Linked DNA regions of Mus musculus: regions 1, 2, 3 and 4 are each linked to region 5. Evidence: chromatin contacts called from public HiChIP or PLAC-seq data. All regions are on one chromosome and are shown on one strand. Each heading gives the region's core, a stretch centred on a gene start, on an enhancer-like site or on the middle of the called end of the contact. The rest is flanking DNA. Distances are from core to core; before and after follow the strand shown.

The links. HiChIP or PLAC-seq counts read pairs in DNA pulled down with a chosen protein or histone mark.
Region 1: a FOXA1 HiChIP or PLAC-seq map of pancreatic cancer cells shows a contact between it and region 5. The contact joins two enhancer-like sites. A contact is called at or near these places in 1 of 484 Hi-C or Micro-C datasets (the F1.1 cell line) and 3 of 115 datasets of contacts at active chromatin or transcription factors (extraembryonic endoderm stem cells, pancreatic cancer cells and trophoblast stem cells).
Region 2: a contact with region 5 is called in an H3K27ac HiChIP or PLAC-seq map of extraembryonic endoderm stem cells. The contact joins two enhancer-like sites. A contact is called at or near these places in 2 of 115 datasets of contacts at active chromatin or transcription factors (extraembryonic endoderm stem cells and pancreatic cancer cells).
Region 3: an H3K27ac HiChIP or PLAC-seq map of extraembryonic endoderm stem cells shows a contact between it and region 5. The contact joins two enhancer-like sites. A contact is called at or near these places in 2 of 484 Hi-C or Micro-C datasets (the F1.1 cell line and extraembryonic endoderm stem cells) and 3 of 115 datasets of contacts at active chromatin or transcription factors (extraembryonic endoderm stem cells, pancreatic cancer cells and trophoblast stem cells).
Region 4: an HNF4G HiChIP or PLAC-seq map of pancreatic cancer cells shows a contact between it and region 5. The contact joins two enhancer-like sites. A contact is called at or near these places in 1 of 484 Hi-C or Micro-C datasets (extraembryonic endoderm stem cells) and 3 of 115 datasets of contacts at active chromatin or transcription factors (extraembryonic endoderm stem cells, pancreatic cancer cells and trophoblast stem cells).

Annotation. Positions count from the first base shown.
Region 1 is chr13:31,467,049-31,469,748 of GRCm38.p6, forward strand. No RefSeq gene overlaps it. Among named protein-coding and RNA genes, the nearest start is that of Gm23351, 41 kb to the left of the region's middle. Within about 2 kb of position 1,278, at least 24 of the 459 cell types and tissues checked have an H3K27ac peak or open chromatin away from gene starts, as enhancers often do. A contact at or near this core is called in pancreatic cancer cells, where this site is marked.
Region 2 is chr13:31,530,010-31,532,709 of GRCm38.p6, forward strand. No RefSeq gene overlaps it. Among named protein-coding and RNA genes, the nearest start is that of Foxq1, 27 kb to the right of the region's middle. Within about 2 kb of position 1,337, at least 30 of the 459 cell types and tissues checked have an H3K27ac peak or open chromatin away from gene starts, as enhancers often do. A contact at or near this core is called in extraembryonic endoderm stem cells and pancreatic cancer cells, where this site is marked.
Region 3 is chr13:31,485,266-31,487,965 of GRCm38.p6, forward strand. No RefSeq gene overlaps it. Among named protein-coding and RNA genes, the nearest start is that of Gm23351, 59 kb to the left of the region's middle. Within about 2 kb of position 1,331, at least 6 of the 459 cell types and tissues checked have an H3K27ac peak or open chromatin away from gene starts, as enhancers often do. A contact at or near this core is called in extraembryonic endoderm stem cells, where this site is marked.
Region 4 is chr13:31,505,308-31,508,007 of GRCm38.p6, forward strand. No RefSeq gene overlaps it. Among named protein-coding and RNA genes, the nearest start is that of Foxq1, 52 kb to the right of the region's middle. Within about 2 kb of position 1,349, at least 45 of the 459 cell types and tissues checked have an H3K27ac peak or open chromatin away from gene starts, as enhancers often do. A contact at or near this core is called in pancreatic cancer cells, where this site is marked.
Region 5 is chr13:31,206,506-31,209,205 of GRCm38.p6, forward strand. No RefSeq gene overlaps it. Among named protein-coding and RNA genes, the nearest start is that of 4930401O12Rik, 33 kb to the right of the region's middle. Within about 2 kb of position 1,401, at least 23 of the 459 cell types and tissues checked have an H3K27ac peak or open chromatin away from gene starts, as enhancers often do. A contact at or near this core is called in extraembryonic endoderm stem cells and pancreatic cancer cells, where this site is marked.

The sequences.
Region 1 (2,700 bases), core at 28-2,527, 260 kb after region 5:
TAAACACTTAGTCTGTTGCATGAGAATTGCTGTATTTTGGCTCTTATGTGTGACCTTTGGGTCCCAAAGGTCCATGTGTTGAAAGCTTAATGTGTGATTTGGTGTTACAAGGATGTAAGGCAGTTTAAGAAGTAGGGCTTGGTGGGCTTAGGTCATCAGAGATTGTGAGACCCTAGTGCTCTCTCTTACCTTCTCCCCTTCCATTTCTCCCACACCCTAGCATGCTCTCCCATGATGTTCTGGCCCACCATATGGCCAGAAGCAATCAGGTCAACTGACCATGGACTGGAACTTCTGAAACTGTAAGCCAACATGAACCTTTCCTCTTTTATAGTTGATGATCCTAGTTATCAGTTAGTGCAAGAGCACCTACTAACTGACTGCCAAGTAAAAGGAGCAGAACTCTGCCCTGAGATTATGAGATGTCATACCTTAGTGGAAACATACAGGAGTTATTGCCCTCAACTGTAGGACTCCCAAACACATATAAACCCAAGATACTGAGAGACGTTGGGAACTGAGGCTGTTCTCGGCCAACTGCAGCTTGTCATTGAAACGTTGTTCCTTCTGCATTGTACACGTAGTGAGGGACCTTGCCTGCCCTCAAGAACCTCTGCTATTTCTTCCAGAGGCCCTGCTAAAAAGGCACACCTAAGCATCTAGTGGAATGCACATGTGCGGTCTCCTGCTAAATGGACAGCTGGACTCTAATAATTCAATCCAAATGAAGCTGGCATCACTCTGTGGCTAGCAACCTGGCTCGCTCTGACATTTGTTCTCATTATTCTTTATAAGTACTGTGAAAAGGACAAAAAGACAATCTCCCTGTACAGCAGTAAACCATGTAATGTATAGAAACCATGTTTTATATTTTGGTCTTATTTTAACATGAGATATGCTAGGCAAATAAATCTTATTAAAATGTAATAGATTTCTTGGATAGGAACCGAACTGAGACTCAAAATGGGACTTCTAGGACAACAACCCTTAAATGGCCACCTTCATCTCATCTTAACCCTTTCTTATAAAGGAATTAAAGCTTACTAGCCCTTTGATTAAAAATCTTTTATGTGTCTGTCTTTGCAGGCTGTATGTACAGAGGCTTTGGAGGATGGAGCCCACAGTTCGAGTGCAAATGCTGAAGAGGTTACCTACTTCAAGACCACATTGTTTTTAAAAATAAAAGCTAAACCCTGTAATTAGAAACTTAGAGCTGTGACTAAGTCTCTCAAAACAACCAAGGAACCACAGGAATGTGTCTGTGAAACTTGCCCATCAAGTGGTTCATGCCATTGTCAGACCCACACCCAGCAATGTCCACTGCCCTAAAAGGTCTGGCTGTCTGTGAGAGTAGGAACCGGGGGCTTACCTGGATCTTCTCTGGGAAATAAAGCAGCTAAGTTAGCTGAGAGGCTGCGCTCTCAACTCTGCTTCTAGCCCATGATAGCAGTGACTTCAACCTGGCCAGATTAACACCATCAAGATGGGCTGACAGATGAATGGGGCCTCACAGGTCCTCTTCCCTCAGAGTTGTTCTTACACATTTTCCAGCATACCTTTTAAGATGATCAATGTGTTCCAACTAAACATCCCAGCTTCCAGATTCTGTCTGGACCCATATTTCCTCTTCATGAAGGCGGATCTCTCACGTTTTCCTTTACTCTCTCCCCCCCTTTTTTAAATTATTTTATTTCTTTACATTCCAGCCATTGACCCCCTCCTAGTCCCCCCTCCCACAGTTCCTCATCCCATCGCTCCTCCCCCTTGCCTCTGAGAGGGTGCTCCCTACCACCAGGCATCCCCCTTCCCTGGGGCCTTAAGTCTCTCGAGGATTAGACACATTCTTCTCCCACGAGGCCAGACCAGGCAGTCCTCTGCTATATATGTGCTGGAGGCCTCTGACCAGCCTGGGTGTGCTGCTTGGTTGGTGGCTCAGTCTCTGGGGGGGGGGGGGGGGGTTCGGGAGGGAGATCCAGGTTAGCTTAGACTGATGGTTTTCCTATGGGGTTGCTCTCCCCTTCAGCTTCTTCAATCCTTCCCCTAATTCAACCACAGTAGTCTCCGATTTCAATCCAATGGTTGGGTATAAGCGTCTGCATCTGTCTCAGTCAGCTGCTTCCAGGGCCTCTCAGAGGACAGCCATGCTAGGCTCCTGTCTGTAAGCACATAAGTAATAGTGTCAGGCCTTGGGGCCTACCCCATGGGATGGATCCCAAGTTGAGCTGGTCACTGGGCTGCCTTTCCTTTAGTCTCTCTTTTCTGTTTTATCCCTGCAGTTCTTTTAGTCAGGAACAATCCTGGGCTAGCAATTTTGACTGTGGGCTGGTAACCCCATCCCTCCACTTGATGACTTGTCTATACTGAAGGTGAACTCTTCAAGTTGCCTCTCCCCATTGTTGGGTATTTTGGCTAAGGTCACCCCCATTGAGTCCTGAGAGTCTCTTACCTTCCAGGTCACTAATACTTTCCAGAGGATCTCCCACCCCGACCTCCCCACCCCACCCATGGGGTTGCATATTTCTATTCATTCTCCTTGCCCTCTGGGCTTCTCTCCTTTCCCCCCGCCCCAATACCTAGGCAATCCTGTTCCCCCTTTCCCTTCCCTCTTTTATCTCCCACTCAGGTCCCTCCCTCCTTCTGCCTCCTGTGATTATTTTGTTTCCCCTTCTAAGTGGGATTGAAGCATCCACACTTGGACCT
Region 2 (2,700 bases), core at 87-2,586, 320 kb after region 5:
CTGCTTCATGTTCCTACACACCGGTTCACATCTTCTGGAACCATCTACACGATCCCAGTATAATCATAACCCAAAGGAGATGCTATTGTCCAGGCTCAGAGCTGGCCTGCCTCTCATCCCCCTGTATCTGGTTAGAAATGACAGTGTGTCCTTTCCCCACCTGCCAGGCCACTCCTTCTTGGATGTTCCAATCTCACACTGATTACACACTTCACGGAAGCTATACACATTTATGCCCACAGTATCTTCAAGGATTCATGGATGATTCTCCCTTCTTGATTCCTCACACCAGACTCTGAACATAACAGCCAGCATGCACTAGTCAGACTTGAACAGGACCTCACTCACTCCTGTATCCAGAAACATGAGGCTTATTAACTCTAACAGTAAGAGACTTGTTCTTAATGTGTTAAGAATATTGCTTATTCTTATTGCTTATTATTCTTATTGTGTTAAGAATAATGTGTTATGAATATTGCTTTGGACACATTCACCACCCAGGGAAACCTGCACATCAGCAGACAGGCTAAGGATAGCTCAGTGTGGCTGCAGGAACTTTCTCACCTGTCACCTCTAGAAACAGGCTAACAGGTTGTTCCTTTAAGAATGCCTCTAATGATTTTATGCTTTGGGTCCTAAAGCTGGGACATGAGTCCCTGTGGGGACCTTGCTAAGCTACTTTTGAAAAGACTGGTTCCGTTTGTCCATCCAATCATCTGTCATGGAGCCAAACCTGGAATGTTTGCTCAGAGCATGTGTTATGAACTACTAAACACACATTTGCATACTGTTGAATCTCACCCAGAAGTTGTTTCCCATGAAGGGGGCTCTGGACAAGATGTCTGCAGTACCCTAAAATCCATGTTACTAACTTGCTAGTCTTCATTGAGGTGATATCAGGGAAGGCCACCTTGGGAGGTGATAGTCATGAGAATGGAACCTTACTAGTTGAGCCTTATAATAGGGACTCTAGTGAGCTCTCATGCCTTCTTTCCATTCTGTGAAAAGAAGAAGGCAGCCTGTATATTGGGGAGCAAGCCCTCACTGTACTGGACATAGACCACACTGTAACGAGCCTTAGGGTTCTGGGCAATACAACTCTCTTGTTAATAGGCCACTGGGTATGGTGTTTAGTTGGAGTAGCCCACACCAAAGCAGCAAAGACATCTGACTTGTGCCTCTTACAGCTCACCTGGGGAAAGAAGTCTATTCATAGTTAGTTAAATGAATTAAGCAGATGAATGAGGAGATACGCGGTGGAGTGACACAGAGATATGCAAACAAGGACAGTAACCTTAAGAGCAGTTGCCCAACTCATGTTTAAGATAAACAAAGGACTGTTGACTGCGAACCCTGGGAAATATTCTGTACAAAAATCCGATACTCTGCTCTTATCTGTTTTCCCCTCCTGCTGTCTGGAATGTGGACAAGTTGACTGTAGCTCAAGCATCCAATCTGGATTGGGATATATGGGAAGTAGACCAGAAAGCAGGAGCCTAGGTCTTTCCGGCTTAGAGGCACAACCATAGTCAGTCTGGGTTGTTTCCTTTCACCTTGTTGGGGGGGAGGGGGGGGACAAATGTTTTGGGTTGGGCCCATTGTTAATTTGGGCTTCTAGCTACTACCAGGAAGGATTGTTACTAATCTTGTTGCTGCCTGATATCAGTAACACTGTGGACTACTGCTTTTTCCCTAAATTAAATATTTGTCATCTGCCGAGTCATGCTGATTAGTGGGACAACAGAGGCTACTCCGCAGTCTGGGGCATTCCTGTCCTCCACACCACATTTCGCCCTGGGTGGGGGGTGACCACAATAGAAGGCAGGACATTTTGCAGCTGAATAAGCAAACGGTCCAATCCGTCTCGTTTCTGTTCTGGTTTCTCAGGGCCTATTTCTGGCTTTTGTTCTGCACCATTAAATACTAATGAAAACTCCATCAATCTTCTGGCCCACACAGAACCCAGAACTCTACCAGCCAGGGCATCTGTCTCTTTGCTGAAGCAATAGAAACAGTCACAACGACACACTCTCCCCGCTAATGACAAGGCACATTTTTTTTTCAAATGACTGACTGCATTTAGTAGGGTTTCCTCCCCCACACAATTCCTGCTATTTCTAACACAGATCAGAAGATCAGGGTATTCTGGGAGGACACAGAGCCCTCTTTGGCCACAACTCAGATCACTTGAAGCTGACTCTCGGAAACTCTGTGAATCTCGGTCGCCAGTGCCTTCTGCTTCCTGAATGCTGGAAGCAAAAATTTTGTAAAACATTGTTGTTCTAAGCAAACTACCTTAAGTTCCAGAACACCTACACTCTTAAAGGAAGGAAGCCACAAAAGGCCCTGCTCTCAGGTCCCCAGACAATAGCCACAGAACTTTTCTCAGGATTTTATGTAACACAGTTAATCTGTACTTAAAATCTAAATTCTTACTGTGTATTACATTGTAAGTGTTTAAATGTAAATTTATGAGTCACAGTAATCACTGTGGATATAGTCATTACTTGCTCCTAAGGGCCCTTTTCACTCATTGTAACACAAAATATGGCAGTAAGTGGGTAACATGAAATCACACTGAAGTAGTCCAGACTGAACATGAATGCTTGCTGAGATTCATGCAAAAATTCTAAGTCTCTATCAGATTTTGTTTTTTTTTTTCTAGATGTTAAAGCAGGACAGTATTTTAGCAGAAGGAGA
Region 3 (2,700 bases), core at 81-2,580, 280 kb after region 5:
TCTAACACAGAAATCTCACCATGGGTCGGCAGTTCCATAATGTTTTCAACATTCTGTCCTGAAGACATGTAATCAGAGCAAGAAGCCAATTGGTGATTAGAGAAGACAGAGATGTTAGAGATGACCTACTATGGCACTAGATGATGCTGGGCTCCTGAGAGATGGCAATGATGACTCAAGACCACACAACTGTATGAAAACCACATCAGGTAAGCACCAAGGTCTCTGAGACATGAGAACACTTTATCAGACTCCCCAAAACCCTCTTTCTAAGTGTTAAAAAAGGAACTACTGAAAGCCACTTAGCAACAAATTTCTTAAGACTGTCTCAGAAGGTATTGTCATCTCAGGGTGGGTAGAATCAAAGTGCTGGGCCCAAGTGTCTTCTTTGCACATACAAAAGGGCAGTACTAAATACTACTAGCTACTCTGAGCACCTCACAAGCTCCCACTCTGTACCTGTCCTTGTCCAGACACTAGGGGGATGTGGATAAGAGATAAGTCCTCTACTCTCTGTCACTGATATTCAGAGGACAGAGAAAGACAGAACCAGCAGGCAAATGAGTATATAGTGTTATGCCACAACGGGCCCTGCCAAGATGGGAAGAGAAAGGGGAGCATGGCACTGTCCTGTGTTCTATAAGATGTTCAGTAGGACGGTGGGCCTCTGTCCTCTAATCCACACAATACCTTCCTTGTTCCAGATGTTGTTAAATGTCTCCTGAGGGCAAACCTCCCAGTGGGTCACTCAGGCGTAATAATCCTTCCAGGTCTCATCTCTCACCCCAATTAGTGGCTCATAGAGTGACTCCTGTGAGCCATGGGAGAGATAACAACTCATCGCAGGAAGGGCTAGCTTTTTCCCAGAAACACACAGCCTGTGGTACAGTATCATCCCACTTCACCAACCTGAAGAAGGCTACCTTGGAGGCCACTGTTTCCCCTACACTTTCCACAAGACTAAACCCTGGGAGGACAAGCTTGCCTGAACATACTCACTGTTCAGTGCTTTTAACAAAAGAGTGCAAATTTCAAGCCACAGTTATTAATAGACAAGTCTCTATGTGCAAAGTAGTGTGAATTCAGCCACAGGGTATCAAAAGAAACAAATAAGGCTAGCCTATCCTTACCCTAGACATTACTTTGCAGCATGTAGGGAAGGGTGCAGAGAGACGCTGGTTGTCACATTCAGAGACCATTGTGAATATATGGATTACATGAAGACAAGGCAGGTACAAAGGTCTTTGCAAACTGCAGAATGAACCTGGCCCACAGGCTGGCAAAGCCTGAGGATTACATCGCTTACAATGTCATCCTTGTGTAATCCTGACACTCTTGTCAGCACGCTAGTCCTAGCCAGCTTCTCTGACTTCCAAAGAACAATGTAATCACTCTGTAATCTGTGTGTTTAAGAAGCCTCATACACAAGCTCAGCCCTATGCCATTTTTTAAGCCATCAGCAGAGTAACATCTAGAATAGATCTCACTAGGAAAGAGCTTTTCACTATGGTCAACCATCACCAACTGGGCAAGCAGAAAGTCCTACACATGCTGTTGACTGAACTCAGAACAAAGAGCTAAAATCCCACCAGGAATTCACATTTCATACAACTTGCTAGAGCCTAAGGCAGGAGAATTGCAAATTAAAGGCCTTGAAAAGTATAGCAAGACTATCTCAGAGTAACCAGTAAGAAGGCTGAGGACATAGCTCAGTGGTAGCATGCATCAAGCCTTACTTTCCATCCTCAGTGCTGGGGGAAAATATTTTAATTTAAAAAGAAAAAAAAGCATACAGCAGATAGCAGTCTTCATTGGGAACCCAGGAAGAAAGAACCAACTTCCTAGAGTGTTGCAGACTAACAGCATAGATGGGAAGTCAGCCAGGTGGCTGTGGCCTGGCCATACTTGTCTCTTCCTAGTTAATGTCCGGTCACTCTGTCCTTGTATTTCATTAGAACTTAGCCTTCCAGGTCTCAGGATCTAAGTATACAATGACCATTGTCAAGTAGCAGACAGCAAGTTTGTTCTTTCGCTATCTAGCACCTTTATCTGCAGTTAATTGGATGGTCACGGGAACCCAAGCCTTTAAAGCTTGGATAAGAGGAATGGAGCAAGAGCACGCCTGCTCTGTTGATGACTCTTCAGAGAGTCCTTGGTGAAACAATGCCCAGGGCCACCGTCTGCCACCTTTGCATAACTCACTTTCTACCCTTGCAAGATCACAGCTGGATGGTGGCCTTCTGAGTATTTCCAGCATGAAATTCACCCACCTTTCTCAGAGTAAGGACAGCAGGGATTGTGCATAACTTCCCACTGAAGTTTCTAGAGGCCTGCTTTCTATATAAGCCCATGATCCACCAGGGTTTGCCCCACTCTGCTCCTTTCCACTGGAGGGGAAGAGCACCCACAAGTTGCTTCTTGCTCCTCTCAGCTAAGTGTCTATGCCCTGCTGATTTCCTTGTCCATGGTGGGAACTGGGAAGCGACAGAGAGGACATGCTTCTGTGCCGACATGGAAACACGGAACTTTCTTCTCTGAAACTGGGACTGATCAGACAGCAGTAGGCACCCTGAGGATATTTGTCAACAGATCAGATACCAGTTCCAATCCAAATGGCAAAGAAGACTGACCATCACAGTAGCAGAATACATTTAGGAACAATGTAATCTATATGTAAACTCTTGGTCACACCAAAGAGAA
Region 4 (2,700 bases), core at 99-2,598, 300 kb after region 5:
GCCTAAGGAGCTTCACCAACCTCCAATCTCCAGGAGCTTTGTCACTTGGTCACTTATCTCTGTCTCATAGAGCAGGAAACCGAGGGACAAATTAGCTCAAGGAAGGTCAGGCTGCAAAATATGGAGCAAAGCCAGATTCTCGCCATGAACACCGATGCTTTGCTGCCTCCTCAAATGCCAGAAAAGTTAGCAGGTGATGACGGTAAGAACAGAATCAGTACTCCACATCAAAGGGCCCAACCACACTCAAGGCTCCCCCAAACCCCAGATCAAAACCACTGAAGAGAAGAAAAATGCCTCTGTCCCACGCATGCGCAGTCTTTCTCAGCCTGCACTCCAATGCAATTCAGGTTAAGTGTTGTTCCCTTGCTTTTCACCGATACGGAGATGAGTGACAAGCAAGACGGGAAGTAAAGTGTGTGAGTTTCCCAAACTATGTCATTTTCTAGAAGGTTTGGTGTCCACGGGAATCCTAGAACCACTTCCCCTCCCTACACAAAGACACAGAGAGTGTCCTTAAGACCTGAGCAGATTCCACCAGAGTTCCCAGTAGCTCAGCCTACCAAGGCTCAAATGCTGTGAACAAGGAGAAAGTTCAAAAAGTATAGGTACCGGGGCTCCCTGAATTCCATCCACTTCCTTCTGTGTTCCGTGCCTCCGGGATGCACAGATCTGTCCTTCTGTGTAGGAGGCAACAGCCAGGACTCCATTTTGAAAATAAGTCTGTATGGTGAAGTTTGTTACATCCAAACACAGTTCAGTTACTTATCTGGAAGAGCTGAAGCCCAGTGTCAGCAGAAGACTTTATGATTCTTGCTGTAGAGCATCACACACGACTGTAGAGTAATACTATGATGGAGGCATCAATATCAACTCCTTTATAACATGCCAGAGAAATGAAGGCTCAGAGAGGTCAAGAAGCTTGAACAGGTGAGGTCACACAGCCAAGTGGAAGAGCTAGGGTGTGAATCCAAGAGTCCACCCCGGAGCTGGCATGCCATGCTCACCTCTGCTTTTTCTATGCCTGGCCTGGAATCAGAGACAATAGAATAGATGGCAGTAGCCACGGAACCCAGGCACCTTGTTCTGAGCCTCTGTGTATAAAGTAGCAGAGAACTCTTGGCTCTGTACCAGAAAGGTGAGCTGAGGGTGAGAGGGAGTTGTTTGTGTAGATTCAGCGTTAGGACAGCTTTAGCCAGGCCTCCAGCTGACACATAGGTGAAGAAGGTCAAAACAATAACAAACATCCTTGGTCTGAGATCACAGGAATTGCTTAATTACACACTGCATTGTGTTATTACAGTGTTCGGTCTGGTCTCCTGTTCACCAGCTCCCGCTGCCTCCCTGGGTGTGGCCTGCAGAAACTTGCGGTTTGCCAAAGGGTTTCCATGTACAATCAGGTTCTCTGGCCTCAACAGTGGGCTGACCTGGCAGAGAACTGCCACAAAAGCCATGGCCAGTGATCTAGAGCTGGACATAGGAGCCCAGGTTGGAATGCAGAGGGGACTTGGGCAACTCTCACATCATTCCCTGCCCAAATGCCACTCTCTTTTATTTTCTTTCTAAACAAAAATCATCACTTTTTGCGTTGCTTGGTTGCTCAACAAGGAAAGAGGAACTGTTTCTCTTCCTTATCGTTTGCTGTTTACATAGTGCACAGAGGCAGCGTCTGGATAGAATCTGTGGGAAGTCCCGTGCTGAACTGGAAATTCTGGCTTCTTAAGTAATCTGTTGGTGAAATTTTGAGGATGAATAGATCATCTTTTCATTGGCTGTCAGTAGAATGTTCACGATTGATGAGGTGTGGGGTTTTGTTCTCAACCCTCTGTTAAAGAAGTGAGGTTATGATAATTTTTCTTTCTTTCTTTTTTTTCTGACACTGGACATTGAGGCCAGTGCTTTCTCAATACTGAGCTCTCTCCATCCTTAATTTGTACTCCCAGGCAGATGTCTTGGTTAGAAAATAACGTACTAATAGAAAACTAAATACAACAAAAATACAGCTGGGCGGTGGTGGTGCACGCCTTTAATCCCAGCACTTGGGAGGCAGAGGCAGGTGGATTTCTGAGTTTGAGGCCAGCCTGGTCTACAAAGTGAGTTCCAGGACAACCAGGGCTATGCAGAGAAACCCAGCCTCGAAAAACAAAAAAAAAAAAAAAAAAAAAAAAAAAAAAAAAAAAAAAAAAAAAAAAAAGAAAGAAAGAAAGAAAAGAAAACTAAATACAAGGACTTTAAACAAATAAGACACCAGTGGAGTTTGGTGACTCCTGGCAAAGATGTCACTTGAGTTAGTCGGAAGGAAAGGAGGCATGTGGCCTTAAGTATAAACTTGGTCCCTGTACTGGCTCTACTGGCTAGTTTTGTGTCAACTTGACACAGGCTGGAATTATCACAGAGAAAGGAGCTTCAGCTGGGGAGATGCCTCCATGAGATCCAGCTGTAAGGCATTTTCTCAATTAGTGATCAAAGGGGAAGATCCCCTTGTGGGTGGTGCCATCTCTGGGCTGCTAGTCTTGGGTTCTATAAGAGAGCAGACTGAGCAAGCCAGGGGAAGCAAGACAGTAAAGAACATCCGCCCATGGCCTCTGCATCAGCTCCTGCTTTCTGACTTTCTTTGGTGGTAACAGCAGTGTGGAAATGTATGCTGAATAAACCCTTCCCTCCTCAACTGCTTCTTGGTCATGATGTTTGTGCAGGAAT
Region 5 (2,700 bases), core at 151-2,650:
CTTCCTTCAGGACATCACACAGCGCTGCCTTTGAATGGTGCCTTTCAAATAGATTGTCCCCTAACTTTAGGTTCATGGGAGTGTCTCCCTGATGGGCAGCGACTGGTGGGTAGGGAACACCTGCAGTTCCCTGTGCTACCCTAGGGGTGGGGTCCAGGCCTCTGGTCTATACAAACATATGATTGTATCTATGATCTTTCTGGATATTCTTACAGTTCTTTGAAAATCTCATGTATTTCTCCTACTGATTCTACTTTTTACATATTCTTGTGGAGTCTTCAAATGGGGTTCTTATGGCATGGAGAGCATCAGCGTGTTTGTTGGATCTATCCTTCATGAGCTGCTTGCCAGGCAGACAGGACCTTGAAGCAAGGAGTTCTCTGTGGCACAAAAGACTTTGCTGTTAGACCCAGAGTTAGGCAAGTAAGCTTGCTCCCTGGATTAGAAAATGCAGAACATTTAGCTTGCTCTGTGCGCAGCACTCATTACAAGAAACTCCCCAACTGGAGTTTTTGAAACTAGAAATTAGCATCACTAAGATGACACAAATGGAAAATTCCATACTTTACCTCAAGTGATAGATGACTGTCAGACACGGGCACATTGGAAATGTTATATAAATTACCTCGGGCTGTGACACATGAATGAATTTCATATTGAAAGATGGGTCCCAACTCTGATATCTAACAACACAAGCCCTAACTCTAAGAGTGCAGGGTGGTCCTATATGATGAGTCCCTGAGGCAACCTGCATATGATTGGTACTTGATGCTGTTTGTTAAGTGAATGCATGACAAAATAAGTACATCTTTATTAAACTCAGTATAAGGGACTCACAGTCAGACAGGGTAGACTATTAGCTGCTCTGTAGTTCTGAGTTTAGAAGAAGGAAGTTTGGATCTAGACTGGTTCAGCTACTTGTTTCTATTCCATGAGATGTTAAGGTGAGACACACTATTTTCTCTAGCTTGTTCACTGACCAACAATGCCCATTACTCCCTAGTGAATACACCAGTATACACTGTGCTGTGCAAAAGGACTGAACTTAGTGCTAGTTCTACTAGCACTAAGAGGTGGGGAAATTCCACTCAAAGATGCAGCCGCCTTCCTTCTCAGGAACGGTTCTTTCCATCCACCCGTGCCCAGTCTGGGCAAGAAATACCTGCTGGGCAGTGTTCCATGCATAGATATTCTTCACTCTCAGCCCTTTGGGAAAAGAAGCCCCATTTCTTTTTCTTTTTCTTTTTTTTTTTTGAAGCCCCATTTCTAAGGCAGCTTTCTGGGCTCCAGGGAGGCCGGCGGCTTCTGGTTTCTTGAGTGGATTTGAGAGCACAGCATCTGGCAGGCCACAAGAGGACAGCAGTGTCTTGAGCTCTGGCTGCTGCTCCCTCCTCTGGCTTCTCTCCAGGAACAGAGAGAGACCTGGGTGACTTAAGACTTGGTTTCATCACTTTACTCCAGCCTAGGAATGGGGAGAGATTTTTACTGATGAACGAGTTGGAAAAAAACCAGGCGGTTTCTGCATGCCAAGTTGTTATTTTCCCTTTCTTCCAGACTGCTCTGACGTAGTTATCTCTGATATCACAGAGCCTCACTGGGGACCTAAAGGGAAGAAGCAGGCTCTACTATCTCAGAGCCTGTCTTGCTGGAAATGGGGTGATTTTTAAGACTCTTACTTTTAATGTGTTTCAGACTGCAGAGTTGTCACCTCCATGTTATAAGCTACCCCAACCTCTTTAATTCACTAAGCTCATGAAACTTTGGTTTACCCCCTCCCCTTAGATATTTTATTTGTAAAACATTTCCTGAACGCCTGATTGGAATGTGTATCATAACCGGGGAACAGAAATATAAACAAGTATCCTCTGGGTTGAAACATAGGTGAGAAGGAAACATGTGAACCAATAAATAATAATTCAATTTTTTAGCATCTAATTTCATGTCACTCAGACAGGCAAGGACTAAGCTGGGGCTTCAAAGTAGAACCCAAGTGCGGGCCACTCTAGGACTCACTACAAGTTTTCCTTATGGAAAAAAAAAGTTGTAATAGGCTCTCACTTCATAGACCTGTTCTTCAGTAAGTATATTCAATAGCTCATGGAATGTTTGCATGAGTTGGGAACTGCGTAAACTCCTTTCTATGCGTGGGACCCTTCTGTCCACTCTGATTCAAATATTTACTCTAATTAGGAAAGATTAAATCTATTTTTTATTTTTATTTTTTTAGCTGATGAATGTACTGGAAAAACCCCAGGACAGTTTCTACATGTTTTCTTATTCTCCCAGCTTCTGTTATCGCTGTGTTCTCTGTTACTGCAGAGCTTTACTGAGAGTAGTGGCCTGGTTCCTGTTCCCCACCGAGGCTCCTCCTAGGACCAGAGGGACCATCTAGCTTCCTAAGTAAGAGCACATAGATACTTGGGAAACAGATACAGTTTGAGAAAACAAACTAAGTCACCTGAAACCTCACAACTAGGCTGTAGATCCCAAAGCCAGAATATTGGTCCTGATGCTCAATGCCATGACTTTCCCCCACCATCAGACTCTTGTATGGCTTCCTGCATTTCCATCTGGACAATCTTGGACCCACGGGTCCACTTCGTCTGTGCTTTTCCTAGGCCAGACTCTGGAAACTTTCAACAGTGAAACCTTAGGAAGCCACACAATCAGGAAGCCACATAGTAGCTTCAGGGATATGGG